Linked DNA regions of Rattus norvegicus: region 2 is linked to region 1. A link is a contact called in public Hi-C data. All regions are on one chromosome and are shown on one strand. Each heading gives the region's core, a stretch centred on a gene start, on an enhancer-like site or on the middle of the called end of the contact. The rest is flanking DNA. Distances are from core to core; before and after follow the strand shown.

Region 1 (4,478 bases), core at 645-3,144:
TCCCCAAGCCTCGCTCCCACGATCCCACAAAATCTTTCATGCTTACTCTCTTCTGCACCCATGTCATATACGATACCCATCAAAACAGGAGCTTCCTTGTCTGTCCCTCATGCTGGTAAACTACAAGTGTTCTAAGGGAGGGACGGTGTCTGTCACTACAGCCCTCTGCACATTTTAGGACGCATTAAAGGTTGTTCAGTGAAATTCAATTCAAAACAATTCCCTTTTTCTATTAATCCTTAGATTAGACTAAATTAATAGTCAAAAGGGTATTATCCTGTCATAGAGATGAAACAGTGGTTATACTCCAGTTTCCTCCGGGAGGCACATTCTGATTCACTATACTGGAATTCATATAAATCACAATAAACATGTACACAGAGATACTTCTCCTGTACAGGGGAGTTTTCGTAGTTCTAATATAAAACATTCCTAGGAAGCTTGAATTATGCAGAGAGCTAATGCTCCAATGCCATAGCAGTAAGAAACGCTGTTGCTGAGGGCACAGTTCTGAGTGGAGTTCTAGGACATGGGAAATCATGAGAAACCAACAGCAGCAGCAGCACAACAACTGTGCTGCCAGGACTGTGGGTCGGAGTTGCAAGTACACTATGGAAACAGTGGCACTGTCTGGATTTCACTACTTACCCTTACACACTCAGAGTCAATGTGAAGCGTGGTGATACTTTTCTAGCACATATTAGGCCCTGGGACCCAATCTGCAATTTCACAAAACAAAACAAAACCCCCAGCATTATAAAAAGAAAACAAAACAAAACAAAACAGCAGTACAGTGAAATAGCCACAGGTAACATACAGATTTTCTCAATGCACAGATCTGAAATGAAAATAAAGTGACTATAGATAGAAGGAAATCAGTGTTGCAGTAGGTACATTATCGATGGCGTGGGAACTTCCACATTAAGATTGGTTCCAGTCAGTGGGATAATTTTCAATACACAAAAAGGGCCGAGGATGGTAACCGTAACTGAAAACAATTGTGTTACACTTCTCAGCAAAGGAAATCAATGTAACAAGATAAAAGGCTGTGCAGGTGGCCTAAACCACAGCAGAATACTACAAGGCCAAGCGGAAGTTCAAGTGGGCCAATGACCTAGTGTACCGCGGCAAGCATGCTCAAAGTGGCCCGTGGTCCTCATGAATGAGCACCAGAAAACCAAGGACAATGAAAACATAAGAGTGATATGAAATTATATAAGTAAATAAAACGATGCTTAAATTGATAAGTTAACTTAAAAACTGGGAAAGAAAAACCAAAGTGAATTTCAAACATTTCTTTCATCTTTTTAAATTTCTAAACCTAACCAATCACAAAAGCGGCAATAACTTCACTCAAGGAGTAATTTCAGTACCTTGGACTTGGTTCCTTCTCGTCCACAGAAACTTAGTCACACGACGAGTTAGTTTTTAAAATTTTCCCCCAACATAAATATACCCACAATATATTGCAGCCTTTTTAAAAGGTGACTCTTGAACTTTTACAGATGCGTGAAAATCGAGCTTCAGATTGGAGTCACACTCTAGCCTGGGACTGATGCACAAGTGCCGGTGTGCTGCTACACTCAGACCCAAAGTCCGGTCAGCAGCACCCGGAGCCACGGGCGCGACCGGTTTGTCTGTGAGTCCTGAGTCCGTAGGCAGAGAAGCGTGGAGGGTGTGACCAGGCTGCAATTGAGGCGGGCGTACCTCTCCTGCCTGCCAGGGCAGCGAAGGAGCAGGAGGCCTTTCAGCCGCCCGCCCTCCCGGCCGCGCCCCGCCCCGCCCCGCCGCGCCCCTCACCCGCTCGCCCTCCGGTGGTCGCGTCCGCCCGCTCGCTCGCTCGCCTGCCCGCAGGCCGATAGGAGTGCGCGCGCCCGAGACGCCGGCCGACGCTGGCCCGCGAAGCTCCGGCCCCGCCCTTTGTGACACCGCTCACCAATCGCCGATCAGCGCTGCCGACGCCCTCCAATCAGCCCGCGAGGGGCGGGTCCTAGCCTTCGGACGCTGGCGGTTGCTCGGACGCCCGGGTAGCACGGGCGTTCAGGAAGGGTTGTCGGTTAGAAGAGGCCCGGATGTTGACTCTTTATTACTAGTGGCAGTACCCGTCTGGGGCAAGGCAGCAGAACTGGAGACGGGCCACAGTATCTGGGAAGAGCCGGCGCCAAAGAGGAGGGCCTTGGCTGGGGCACTTCTAAGGTTCTTTGGGGATAGGAGGGTCCTTGGCATTTGCGATCCACTCATGACCTTTCCAGAGCCTAGTACACTTATAAGGACGTCCAGGCTAGTCACCCCTTTCTGTGCTCCACGTTCTCCTAATATTTCTGACTCAATTGTGTGATCTGCAAAATGGGGACATTCATGACTTGTTTATAAGAGTTTGTGACTTTCTTTATGCCTCTTGCATATACTGAGCAAATACTGAAGATTATTAGTCACACAGGTAGCACCCTGGCCTCAAATCCTAGCATGCTTTTGCTGTGCACCGAGTTGCTGAAGTGGGATATAACACTACTGGCTTTTTATTATATATGCCGTCCATATAGGTTAGACCCTATTGCTTCATTCCCTTCACAGGTAGTTCAACTCAAGTGTTTTACTAGGTGGACTGCAGAATAGGACCATGAAACCTCTCCCTCGAAGTCAACTTGTGAAAGAACCCTGGCCCCGATCAGTCTTCTCACCCTCCCATTATCCTCAGACTTGAGCCACTAGTTTCAACAACTCACTATTGAGGTGGGTGGTACAGTGAGGCCCTGGGCTTTTGTCATCCTCTTGCTCTTAAACACAGCCCATGATTGGGCTTGTAACTTGAAGCTCTACTGAGGACAGAGCCATCGTATGGTAACACAAACAAGAGAACAGGGTAACAGTGCCTGCGCTGGAAATCGTGGTTACAAATAACTCAGAGCAGAGGCTCTAGCATCCAGTGGATGAGCTTAGATGTTTTAGCCTCTCCTTTAAGTTCCATTACCTCATCAAGTCATATCACTGTCGTAACCTACCATTGTAAGGGGCAGACAGAGGAGGACAAAAGCTAAGAAAGGCAAAAATTTGCCTACAATTAAGCCATCCCATTTCCTGCAAGTACTCAACTCCGACTTAGGTAGCCTGAATACAGCTGGATAATGTAGCCATGATGGAATGGCTGTGTTCCAATAAAATTTCTTTACAATATCAAGACAGCAGAGGACCACAGTTCCCTTTAGAAGACTGCAGCCCCATCTTTGGGATTCAGTAGAAAGTTCTCCTGGGCTTAGAACCTTTCACCTCCTTTTTCACCTGCCTAGACCATCACAGCACTCAGAACACCAACACAGCAAAACCTTTGAGTCAGCTGTCTGACAGCTGCTCGCTCTGCATTCCTTGCCCACGTGTGAAGCCACAAAGCGATTTCTTCTGGTAGCATGCCCTTCTGTGCACTCTTATTAAGTAAAAACAAACCACTATGAAGCGTTTATTTTTTATTTGTAATTTTAAGCATAATTAAAATCAATGCAGAAAAATATTAGCTACATTGGGTAAAAGTAGTGATTGTTGCAGTATTTGCCTGTAATCCAGTGAAGACGGTGTAGGAAACAGCATCACTAAATGAAAGACAGAATGGAGGGTGAACTGCGAAGGTCCTGCATGCTCTACTGGCTTCCAAAGGCATTCAGAGGGTCATCAAAAATGTTGGACACTTGGTTCTCAGACCTTAATTCAGATGCTGCCTCAGCAGATTGGCTTTTGGGTTTAGATGCTTTAGCCTGGAGGCCAGAGGAGAAAATATCATCTTTAAAAAGAAAAAAAGAAAGCTGTTAAGACAGGCAAATGGGAATCTGAGACACATGCTCACAAACTGCCAAAAGCCCAAGTCTAATAACACAGAGCACAGAAACTCTTAGATTCTGGCCCTGGCTCAGTCGGTGGCACCCAACTTTTATGACATGAACATCAGGTTCTTTCTGAACCTAAGCTGCTAGCTACGTACAAGTGCAAGTGTATGTACTTGACGTCGGAAGCAGGAGGGTGGACTGGCTCTCCACCGCAGCAGGGGCCTCACCACCTGCAACTGCTTCCTACCTTCTTTCCACTCTGGGTTTTAAGAAGAGTTAGAATGTACACAGAGAAAGCCGATGTAGGATGCTCGCAGAGGACAATCACTTGTCACACATCTCAACGGTAAGAATGAAGTCTGACTCCATGTTAGTGCTCAGACTCTAAAGCTTGTCTTACTATGCTGCTTGCCAAGTAACTCTATTGGGAGGACTCTACTGCATCAAATTCATCCTGTGTCCATAATGCTAAAGACCATGGCACTGTCTAAAACAAACTAGAAACCATCCAGACTGTCAATACGCTAATGGCTAACGCAAAGCAGTATTACTCAAAACACTGAAATAAAAGGAAATTTCCATGTAAGAACATAGAAAAATATTTAAAATATGACTAGAAGTAGGACAGGTATACTTGTTTACTATTATTACTATGTAAACACA
Region 2 (4,478 bases), core at 1,413-3,912, 560 kb before region 1:
TAGCTGACCGGCCCAGGCTGTTCCGATGTTCAAGGCCAATCCTGAGCGTGTTTACCCAAAGCTGTGGGTCTGTCGGCTCCCTGTTCTCCATCTAAACTGACTGTCTCAGTTAGAGTTTCTATTGGTGTGATAAACACCATAGCCAAAAGCACCTTGAGGAGGAAAGGGTTTATTTCATCTCATACTTCCAGGTAAGGGTCCATTCCTGAAGAAAGCCAGGGCAGGAACTCAAGCAGGGCAGGAGCCTAGAGGCAGGATCTAATGAAGAAGCCAAGGAGACTTGCTACCCACTGGCTCTCCCCAGGGCTCACTCAGTTTGTGCTCTTAAACACCCAGAATCACCTGCCCAGGCTGGCACTACCTACACTGAGCTGGGCCCACCTACATCAATTATTAACCAAGAAAATGCCCTACAGGCAGGCCTTGGAGAGTGGGGGGATCTTCTCAGGTGAGAGACCTTTCCAAATGCTACTAGCTTGTGTCAAGTTAGTATAATACCAAACAGAACACTAACCAATATGAAGTGAGGAGAGTGAGAACTCAACCCAGGCAACCAAAAACACTCAAAAGCCCCACATGAGGAAAATGGATTTTAATTCCCTAATCCCCTTTCCACCTTATGGAGAGTCTTTCTTTCTGTATGCTTTTCAGTAGCTGCCTCTGGGGCCTGATTTCTCACTGGCTTTAACTGGTCCTTTAATTGATACGTCCTTTTCCAGTGTTCCTGTGTGGTTTTGTTTTGTTTTGTTTTGTTTTACCTTTTTGTATATGTGAGTACACTGTCGCTGTCTTCAGACACACCAGAAGAGGGCATCAGATCCCATTACAGATGGTTGTGAGCCACCATGTGGTTGCTGGGAATTGAACTCAGGATCTCTGGAAGAGCAGTCAGTGCTCTTAACCGCTGAGCCATCTCTCCAGACCCTCATCTTTTATTTCTTTAGTTGGTGAGGAAATATATCCAGCCAAGACCCCTAGATGGTAACAGAAAGGTTGTTTGTAAGTCTAGAGTGGGGAAAATGTGACAAGAATGACACTGGGGATTTTTGGCTTGAGCAGCTAGAGTGATGGCATGGCTGTCAACAGCTGTGTGAAGACTACTCAGGGATGGAATGTTTGGTCTATCAAATTCATTGAACATTCAAACAGGGAACTCAGGCAAGTGGATATATGAACCTGGAATTCTGGAGTGCTGTATCTTTCAATGTAAAACCTCAGCTCTTACTTCAGATGGGACAAGAGAGTTTATTCTGGGACCAAGTATAAATGACCATGGTCTGGAAACGGATTTAGGTTGCCTCACATCCCAGGCCCCAACATGGAAGCAGTTTCGTGAAGTTTTGTAGTAATAGATTAAAGAAAGTTATATATCAAGACACTTTGAAACACGCCAGTGGCAGCATGGAGTGGGTGGTTACAGCAATGTGAAGGAACCCCAGCTGCAGGCCTCTGCCTATCAAATGACTCTTGGACTTCTTATTGTAGAAAAGTCAGTTTTGTTAAATTAACACATCCCCAAACCTATTTTTACCTATCAGTCACAGGATGTTGAGTCTGACAGAAGTGGGCTAAGTAGTGGTTATTTTGGTGGCTAAAGATACCTCAAAACGTGTTGTAACTGGGCTCCGGACCTGCAACATTCCAACACAGAATGAACCACAGAAGTTCACTTATCTGTCCAGCCCCGCAGACGATGCAGCTTCTTGGTGGGAAGTTGCATTTATAGATACCAGGATCAGTGGTTGCCTGTGGGGGAGTCAGCAGCAATGTGACAAACCCGAAGCCATTAGACTGGAAGGACTCTCCCCTGGGAAGGAGGTAAATGTGTGCCTTTCCAAAACTGAGTTGTTCACTCGAATTGTGAACGTGAGTAAACTTCCTCTCCAAGCTGGGGTTCCTGCCCAGTATACCGAATGCATTCATTTTCCCCTGATGGGAGTGACTGATTCAAAACCACAGCCCTCACTTCAAAGTCATAAGAGGTTTCTTTTGTTTTTTGTTTTTTGTTTTGTTTTTTGTTTTTTTATTCTGGATCCAAACACGAGTGACCATGGCCCAGGGAACACAGATTTAGATTACCCAAACTCCACCTTTCAACCTGCAACTGGTTTCATGAAAATTTGACAGTAACAGAACAAAGAAAGCCATAAATCGAGATACTTTTAAATACATTGCAGAGAAGTGGGTTTAGACATCTGAGCTGTAAATGTTATCTAATATAGTATTATTCTTAGCCTCTTGATTGGAGAATGGGATTTTGTGTAATGCATTCCAAAGGTGTTTTATCTAACAGGAAGTTCCACGTCCTTCCGCATAAGTGGACAAAGAACGAATGCAGCCCGAGATGAATAGTAATTACCCTCTGGACCTGGGACATCCCAACCTTTCTTCACCACTGTCATTTTAATCAGTCAGCCTGTGCGGACAATGTCTTTCAGAACTTCATTCACGGGACTTTTTAGTGGTATAATTTAAAAAAAAAGACAAAAACAAACAAACAAAAAACATGAATTACACCTTAGGCTGATGTTCTTTCTTTATACTAGATACTCAGCACTAAGAATGCAATTTACAAGTTGGACGGGCTAGCTTGGGGGGTGGGGAGAATCTAACAAAGGCCAATTTCTGTGTAGCTCGACCGGAATAGAAAGAGAGCGGGTACTTGGCCTTGCGGTCCGTGGGTCTGCCTTCTGAGTGGTAAGCGAGGAATACAAAAGGACCGCCTAAAGAAGCCGCAGGACTCGGTGGGCTGGGCTGGGGACCATAGAGGGTCTCTCCGCCTCTTCCTAGAGCGGCCCGCAGCTCCGCTAGGAGCTCGCACTTCCGGCGGGCGAGGCGGGAGGCGAGCACCGTGGCGGCCTGCACGGTGAGTGCGCCAGGCCTGCGGGTCGGCCTGGACCGGTGTGGGGTCGGGCTGCGGCGCTTCACGGAGCCGGGCGGGCGGCCTCGGCCTGGGGTCAGTCTCGGCCTGAGCGCCTCGGCTCGCTGCGGAGAAAGACTCCATTGTACGACTGCGTAGGCTGCACCGGGCCATTGTGAGCGACTTGGAGGGAGCCGGGGAGGCTTTGTTGCTCTGGTAAATGGGTGAGAAAGCAGGTGCATGCCAGTTAGACGGGTTCCCCGTACTGGAGCTCCATTACCCAGCTTTACGGAGCCTCCTTTCTATTGAGGACCTCTATCAGAAAACCGGACTTGGCGTTCAGAGGAGGGGGGCGATGGCCACCTCCCCCGTCCCATCCCCCCTCCCCGAGTTCGGACAGGCCCGGAGGCGGCTCCTGGGTTGGGACGGGTGTGTTAAAGGAGCTTTGTGCTTGTGTTTACAAATCCACAAACGGAGGCAAAAGCATAAAGCTGTATAAAATTCTACTTGTAAGTTTGACTATTTCATCCATAGGTAGATTTCATAATCCATCAGTTTCCAACCAGTCGTGAGTTCCTCGGTATTTAAAAAGATGTGCTTGAAAGTGTATGATTACCATTATAGCTGTTTATTGAGTACCAGGTACCCCACACACCGTCTTCTGTTTAGTGCGATTGTACCTAACACAACGGTCCGTACGTAACGGGGACGGTTAATGGGCAGGTATTACTCTAGATCTGTGTTATACGCAGTTTGCCCTTTCTCTTGCTGCAGTTACAGCAGATAGAATTATTAAACACCCCGGAAAAGTTCCTGAGCACTCTTATGCTTGGAGAGTTATTATACAACAAAATCAAGAAGAAGAAGAAAAAGACAAGAAACGTGTCATTTGTGTTTTTATTTACTACCTTTAAATGCTTGTATGCAAGGAAACTCAGGACAGTTACTGATTGCTCGTAGGGTAGGTTAAGTAGCCTACAACACTGAAAGTCCACTAACAGTTTGGCTTTGCAGCCCTGAACACCTCCCACGCTGTCACCTATTTGTGTGTGTGTGTGTGTGTGTGTGTGTGTGTGTGTGTGTGTGTGTGTGTGTAAGGGGTTGTTTTGACAGCCTCCAGACAACCTTAAATGTAAACAAATACAATTAATGTAAAACTTTTGATTGCTCTTTTCTTCTTGGTGTAGTGTAGTCTTAGAAATAGAATAAAACATTTCTTCAGAGTTTTCTCACCTAGTATTTTCTGAATAAAACTCTTTGGAAACTTTTACTTTTTTTTTTTTTTTTACTGATTAGCTTCTATTTTTTGACACAGTTTTCTAGGTTATCATCTACAGAAATAGCCAAACAAATAAGAATAAATAGAATCTAATCCCTCATTTCCTTTGAATTTGAATGTCTTAGCAGCTGTTAAATGAGAAGTGTAGCACAGTCGATGTGGACATGAGATGCTGTGTGGCAAAGAGTTTGATCGGCTTTTGCAGTTATTTTTCTATTCCCTCTAAGCCTTTATCTTGCTTTTACTTCTTAGTCCTTCAAAAATACCCTCTGTGGCTGCTCCGGAACACATCTGTGTTATCTTCATCTTCTCTTTTGCCTGTCCAAACTCAGTAAGATT

What was found. Hi-C and Micro-C count contacts between places; a contact is called where the count stands out from the background.
Region 2: a contact with region 1 is called in a Hi-C map of Schwann cells, with 2.6 times the contacts expected there. The contact joins the promoter of Zfp422 here to the promoter of Zfand4 in region 1. A contact is called at or near these places in 2 of 12 Hi-C or Micro-C datasets (the A7r5 cell line and Schwann cells).

The regions. Positions count from the first base shown.
Region 1 is chr4:150,997,272-151,001,749 of GRCr8, reverse strand. Zfand4 (zinc finger AN1-type containing 4) reads right to left here and starts at 1,894. Exons shown (of 10, transcript NM_173332.3): 1 at 1,801-1,894. It overlaps Washc2c (WASH complex subunit 2C), which reads right to left. Exons shown (of 31, transcript NM_199207.2): 31 at 3,449-3,772. The coding sequence ends at 3,633.
Region 2 is chr4:151,560,623-151,565,100 of GRCr8, reverse strand. Zfp422 (zinc finger protein 422) reads left to right here and starts at 2,662. Exons shown (of 2, transcript NM_001012745.1): 1 at 2,662-2,866.